2 separate regions of the Sus scrofa genome follow, and region 2 is linked to region 1. The links are chromatin contacts, called in public Hi-C maps. All regions are on one chromosome and are shown on one strand. The core of a region is the stretch at or near the end of the contact, and the rest is flanking DNA. Distances in the headings are between cores, read along the strand shown.

What was found. A called contact is a pair of places that touch in the nucleus more often than the background predicts.
Region 2: a contact with region 1 is called in a Hi-C map of fetal skeletal muscle, with 2.6 times the contacts expected there. The contact joins the promoter of VPS16 here to the promoter of FASTKD5 in region 1. A contact is called at or near these places in 1 of 5 promoter capture datasets (liver) and 1 of 47 Hi-C or Micro-C datasets (fetal skeletal muscle).

What each region holds. Positions count from the first base shown.
Region 1 is chr17:32,518,840-32,521,895 of Sscrofa11.1, reverse strand. FASTKD5 (FAST kinase domain-containing protein 5, mitochondrial) reads right to left here and starts at 1,271. Exons shown (of 2, transcript XM_021078352.1): 1 at 1,150-1,271. UBOX5 (RING finger protein 37) reads right to left here and starts at 1,284. Exons shown (of 6, transcript XM_001925847.5): 1 at 1,150-1,284.
Region 2 is chr17:32,824,369-32,827,633 of Sscrofa11.1, reverse strand. It overlaps VPS16 (vacuolar protein sorting-associated protein 16 homolog), which reads left to right and starts at 1,660. Exons shown (of 24, transcript XM_003134328.4): 1 at 1,660-1,814. The coding sequence starts at 1,762. It overlaps PCED1A (PC-esterase domain containing 1A), which reads right to left and starts at 1,453. Exons shown (of 8, transcript NM_001243864.1): 1 at 1,197-1,453; 2 at 749-908; 3 at 143-222; 4 at 1-31. The coding sequence starts at 872.

The DNA.
Region 1 (3,056 bases), core at 22-2,521:
ATTTGCAAGGCCACATAGTATTCAGAATTCCTTGGTATCAAAGCTGACTTATATGCATGATGAATGGCAGAGCCTTGTTGGGGACCAGAAAAAATAAACCAATGAATGGGGCAGAAAGCCACACTGACAAATAAATTAAATCTGCATAACTGCCAAAGGCCTCAGATATATTATGCAGCACAGAGTCTCTGATTTTCATTTTGGTCTCCCAGGCAGCAGCTTCATCTCAGGCTTGCCCAAGGCCATTCACATTAGGGAGTCACAGAACCTCGTTCTGGAAAAGTGACTGTTCTTATCATTCACAAAGTGTGAGCAAAGTGCAGAAAACATGAGTTCAGATTCCAGCAGCAAATTACTAAAACACAAAACATTAGCCATGCTGGTGCTAAAGCGCTGGGCTCCAGCTCCACAGTCCAAGTGAGTGGGCAGTGAAGCATCACCTGAGGAAGCCCATGAACATAACTGGTATGAAGAGGGCCCCAAGCTCCATGAGTCAGGACAGAAGAGCTGTGTCATGATTTGTATGGAAGGAGAAAAGACAGTTGTTTTTCTTATCCCTAGAAAGAAAAAAAGGAAGAGGGCTAAAAATACCACCCTTAGGCTTGTGCAATCAGAAACTGTTAAAAAATGGGTTTAAGTGCATACACTGTATTGATATTTATTTAAGACTCAACCTGTCGCAGGTACTAAGCGAATATCGCGGGGCCTTTGCTGCTCAAAGCGCGGGCTGCGGAGCAGTGGCCTCAGCCTCACCTGGAAGCTGGTGAGAAACGCAGAATCGCAGGCCTCATCTCAGATTTACATACAAAATCAAAATCTTCAGATCCCCAGGTGATGCGCATGCATATGAAGTATAGTAAGAGGAGCCGCTGAGCATCTCACTACATTCTCACAACAGACCAGGGGGGCGAGTACTGCCATTACCTCCGTCTCATAGCGGGAAAAAAAATCGAGGTTCTGGTAAGACGTTTGGGCAAGGTCACAGGACTCCGGGTCGCCGATGTTCTCCCTAAAGCCGGGCCTGCGACAGCCTGGGCCGGGAAGCACCGCGCCCGGCCTCCGCGCACGCCCGGTGCCGAGAGGCGCTGGCCAAGGCCCACGTCGGCAGAGAGCGCCGCTACGACCTCCTCCCCGGCCGCCGCCACTCACCTGAGCCTGGCAAGCGCCGGCGCTGCAACACCAGACCCCACTCCCGCAGACGGCGGCTCCGCGGCCACTTCTTCGGCTACACCTGGGCCTCACAGCTCCACTTCCGGCCAAATGCCCGCTACTTCCGGCCGCTACGTGAGCGACGGGTGCGGCCAAGGCTCAAAACTCTTTCAGCGTTTCCCAGGGACGTTCCCTAGCGTCTCCCAGAGATTCTGCGGAAGGACGTTGCTGAAGAGACAAGGGGAATCCAAGACCTGAGGAGAGGAAACACCACCGTGGATGGACCGCTCTGGAAGTTACCGAATAGCCTAAACACAGGTTCGAATCTCAGATCGCTACTGAGAGTTTTATGGCTTTGGGGAAGTCACGTAAATCCTCTAAGCCAAGTTTCTCATCTGTATAATGAGGTAATCATGCATTTATAATAGAGATGTATCTACAAAGTGCTCTCAGGAGGAGAGTTAGTGATGGATAGAAGATTACCCTGTTAGGGGAAATGGATGTGAGGAGCTGAATAAGGAGGCCAGAGCTTTGACAGATGAACCCAGGTGATCTTCCACCTCCCCAAGAAGGCGGGGGCGGGGGCGGGGGCCTTCTTTCCTCCTGAGTGGGTATGGACAGCTAGGCAAGGAAGAGACACTCGAGACTTTCCAGGAGGACTTGACCCCAGACAGCCGTTCCTAGGCGCACTGGAGACTGCTGATCAGGGTGGTCACACCTTGTCTGTGCCTTGGCTGCTGGTCCGCCCATCCTGAGGGAACCTGAGAAATGGTGCTTCCTCCAGGGAACCATCTTGATGGGGAGACAAAATCAATTGTAGGAAGGACACTTCCTTGCAAGGAGGGGCAAGCTTGGCATCTCAATACCTAAGCTCTGTGGAGGACACTGTTTGGGACACCGCTGCTTGGAGAGGGTTCTCTCACTTGGGCCAGACCAGGGCAAACACTGGGAGTTGCCGATTTATGACTCTGTCCTTGCCGTCAGAACCCAGAGCGCCCAGGAGATGAGATGAACCGTAATTGCTCCTAGGCAGCCATAACAATCCTGATCGTCTTTGCCAAATACTCAATTTCCCAGCCTCCCTTGAAGTGGGAAGAGCCTATGACTCAGCTCTAGCCCACAAAATTTAAAGGGAACGGTGCTGTGGAACTTCTGGGAAAGGTTTTACTTTCATGATACAGTGCTGCTGCCTCATTCACTTCACAGAGCTGTGGCTGCCGCCTTGTGGTAAAGAGGGAACAATGTGCCACAGATAGTGTAGGAAGGCAAGAAGTCTAGGTCCTTAATGAACCAAGCCCTGTGACACTATTGATGCCTATGTTCAGACTTTTTATCAGGTGAGGATGAATAAACCACTCTTTGAGGTCCTGTAACTCAGGCTGCATTACTTGTAGCAGAGTACATTCTTGCTTGGGGAGCTTCATGAGGATGAGCAAAGGAATGATCATAAAAATCTGCTCCCTCCTTGAAGCACACTTGGGTCCCTTCTGCCTTTGGGGCCTCACCACTAATTACAAATTGGTTCTTACTGCTAATTACAAACATTTCACGTCTGTGTTCTGCCCTCAGACTTCAGCTCATCACTGTAGGGTGGCTCAGGATGCTGCAGGCTGCATCTGGTTCTGTAGCCTCCCCTGCCTTCTGGCCAACAGCCTGGTATCCAGTTTTATATATATATATGTATTTTTTTTTTTTTGGCCTTTTTAGGCCATACTTGCAGCATATGGAGATTCCCAGGCTAGGGGCCTAAGGGGAGCTGCAGCTGCTGGCCTACACCACAGCCACAGCAACACAAGATCTGAGCCGCGTCTGCACCTACACCACAGCTCAAGGCAACGCGGGATCCTTAACCTGCTGAGTGAGGCCAGGGATTGAACCAGCAACCTCATGGTTCCTAGTCGGACTCG
Region 2 (3,265 bases), core at 411-2,910, 310 kb before region 1:
CCAGCTGGTCCTGTTCAAAGCTCAGCTCCCCCTGCCCACCCCCCCGCACAAGCTGGTCAGACCCAGGCCAGAAGGAGGAGGACCCTACCAGGCCAGGATCTGGGCCTGCCCATCACTGGCATGGCCACCAAACGTCCCTCACCTTGGCTTTCAGCTGGGCAGCTGTGAGCAGTGAGTCTTTCTGGAGCAGGAGCACTAGGTCCTTATACACAGCCCGCTGGACTGCAGGGAGACCGAGATCCTGAGGCTGAGAAAGGCCTCACTCCATCCCAGCTCCTTCCAAATCCAGGCCTCCCATCATCCCAGGGCTGGGACTGCCCAAGACCACCTTTGTGGAGGGTTAACTTAGAGGCAGGAGAAAAGGTGAGGTTACAAAGTCCTGGCATTGCCCAGTTACCTCTAGCTGTACACCACTCCTCAACTTAATATGCAGTGACCCAAGATCACCTGGTAGAAGTAAGTCTGTCAAGTCACCCAAGAGACAAATACAACCCACCGCTTCCATGAGGGGAATTTGTGGAGGACTGTCAGGAAGAAAAATGCTGAGCAAGGAAGGGGTGAAAAGCTTGACAAGCTACATCTGTCAGGACATCTACAGAAGTCGTTGGGAAAATGAAAAGAGAAAACCTAGTGGACTGGAACAGACTAAGGATCAGGAAGGAAGTTTGAGATGGTGACAAAGGGGCCAGATGCAGAAAACAGGCTGCAGGTGCGGGACTGGGAAGTGTGATTCTAGAAGGGCACTCACTTGAGTCCCCCAAGATGACCACGAACTTGTTGTGTAGTAGCTGCTGAACTTCCGAGGCCTGGAAATGGACCATGGTGCTTCGCAGCCGGCGGCGCGGCTCGTTGTTCTCCAGGCAGAAGACCATGCCGCCGCAAGAACGACGGGCTGCAGGGAGTGGCCACTAAGCCACGAGAGGGCCAGCACTCAGGGCAGGTTGGCCTCACAGCCCACCCCGAGGTAAATGAGACCTGCTCTGGCCCTTCTCGGGGTGCTCAGGGCTACAGGGTCCAGGTGGAGGCAGCAGAGTGGGGTCCATGGTGGCACCGACCTCCATACACTTGGCACAGGAGGTCGCCAGGCCCTTGGGCCTCGCGTACACCGAAGCGCTTCCAGAGCCGCGCCACCCTGCGCACTGCCTTGTGCCCGCCGCCTCCCCGCGCATGCGCGTGCGCTCTCTCGCGCCGATTACCGAGTCCCGGGGCTCCGCGCCGTTCACCAGCTACCCGGGCAGGCCCGCCAGCGCGCCTTGCCCGCGGCGGGCTCAGGGCTGGATTTCATGTTCCCGCGCCCGAGGAGGCCGATCGGTTCAGCACTGCCTCTGCCCCGCAGGGGCTGTGCGCCCCGGTTAGCGGTCGGTGCGAGGCCCGACGCCCAGCGCTCTCCATGCAGGAGTCGCGGAGGCCCGACGGCGCCTCGGGCCTCCGGACCCCAGGCGGCGACGTTCACAACTCCCACTTCCGGTCACCCATGTCCCGCCCTGCCCGACCCCGCAACACCCGAGGGGACGATAGTGCGGCGGGGCGAGCCGCCGCAGGGAGCAGGAGCCAGGGCCGGGCCCGCCCGGGCGGCCGCCAGGCCCGGGCGTGGGCGGGGACGCGGCCGCAGCCAAGTGCAGCCGCCCACAGTGGGGATGGTTGTGGCGGCAGCCTAGACACGTGACCCAGACGGGCGGAAGCGGAAGTGGAAGTGCCCTTCTGGAGCCCGCACTAGGCGGGTGTCCGCTCCGCGCTGGCCAGCCACCTCCTGCACTGGCCATGGACTGCTACACCGCGAACTGGAACCCGCTCGGGGACTCTGCCTTTTACCGGTGAGCCGCCCCGCCCTGCCTCCCACGGCCCACCTTACCTTGCTCGCTAGCTGGCTTAGTCTCCGGGCGGAGCCGGCAGCGTAAGTCCCCGTCTCTACGGGCGCTGGGGTCCGCCCCTCGCCGGTTCTATCCCGGCGTCTACCACTTAACGCACAGCAGCCTAGGGCCCGGCCTTCCCCTGTTCCCGAGAAAGAAACTAAGGCACACCCGGTGGTCACACAAGGAGGGGTACAGCCCAGCGGTGAAGTCCAGGACTGTCAGCCTCCATAAGGATGCTTGGATCACGTTGAGGGTGGCCGCCCACAGGTGACAGTGAGCGCCGAGTCTCCTGCCAGGAGGTTCTGCGGAAATCAGACCACAGGGGCGCTCCTAGGGGGGAGTAGACCTCACGGCGGGAAGGGTAACAGTGCTAACCAAGACTGGGAGAAGGAAGCGAGTCGTCAGGGAATCCAGGGACAGGGCGAATGAGGACCCCATGTTGGAGCAACCCTTTCATGGGAGTCGTAGAGCCCTAAACCACTAATCTTTCTAAAGTGTACACCAATAACGTCATTACCCTGGTTAGGATTTTTTTCAGTGACTTCTCTTTGAAGTAAGATAACGTACAAATTTCTTTTGTGTTATAGCTGTATAACTTCAATCTCATTTGCCTTTTTCCTACCGAGTCTGTGTTCCAGTTGCAAAGAACAGGGCTCCCACACAGCACAATGTTAAAAGGCTCCCTGTGTTTGCTCTAGCCTGTGGTTCCTAATGCAGGACCTGCCTTTTCCCTCTTTACCTCACTGGAGAATTTTTGCTCATCCTTCAGAACTTAGTTAAAGGGTTCTTTCTGAAACTTTCCCTGATCTAATCTCAAAAGAGTTGACTTTCACCTGACCTTCTCTTTGGGCCTCACAGGACCCAGTGCTAGGGTCTGTTATGAATGACACAGTAGGGAAATATTTGTATAGGTTTCTTCTGCTAAACCAAATTCCTTGAGGGCTGAGAGCATATTTCTTGTATCTCTTTATCTTCAATGCATATTTAGAACGGTGTCTCCTATGTAGTAGTTGCCTAATAAAGTTTTTTTTTTAAGACTGTTGATTGTGACTAAAGATCACCAAGACATTGCACTGGGGTCTTATTTCAGTAGAAGACAACTGTTTGTGCTAGTGAAACTACCATTGTTGTTCACATATTAAAACTTTTCAACGTCGTTTTTGTATGTTTGTTTGTTTTGCTTTTTAGGGTCACATTTTGCAGCATATGGAAGTTCCCAGGCTAGGGGTTCAATCGGAGCTGCAGCTGCCAGCCTGCATCACAACCACAGCAATGTCAGATCCAAGCCGTGTCTGCCACCTTCACTCTAGCTAGTGGCAAGGCCAGATGGTTAACCCACTGAGCAAGGTCAAGGGAAAAAACCCACATCCTCATGGATACTAGTTGGGTTTGTTTCCAGTGAGCAACAGTGG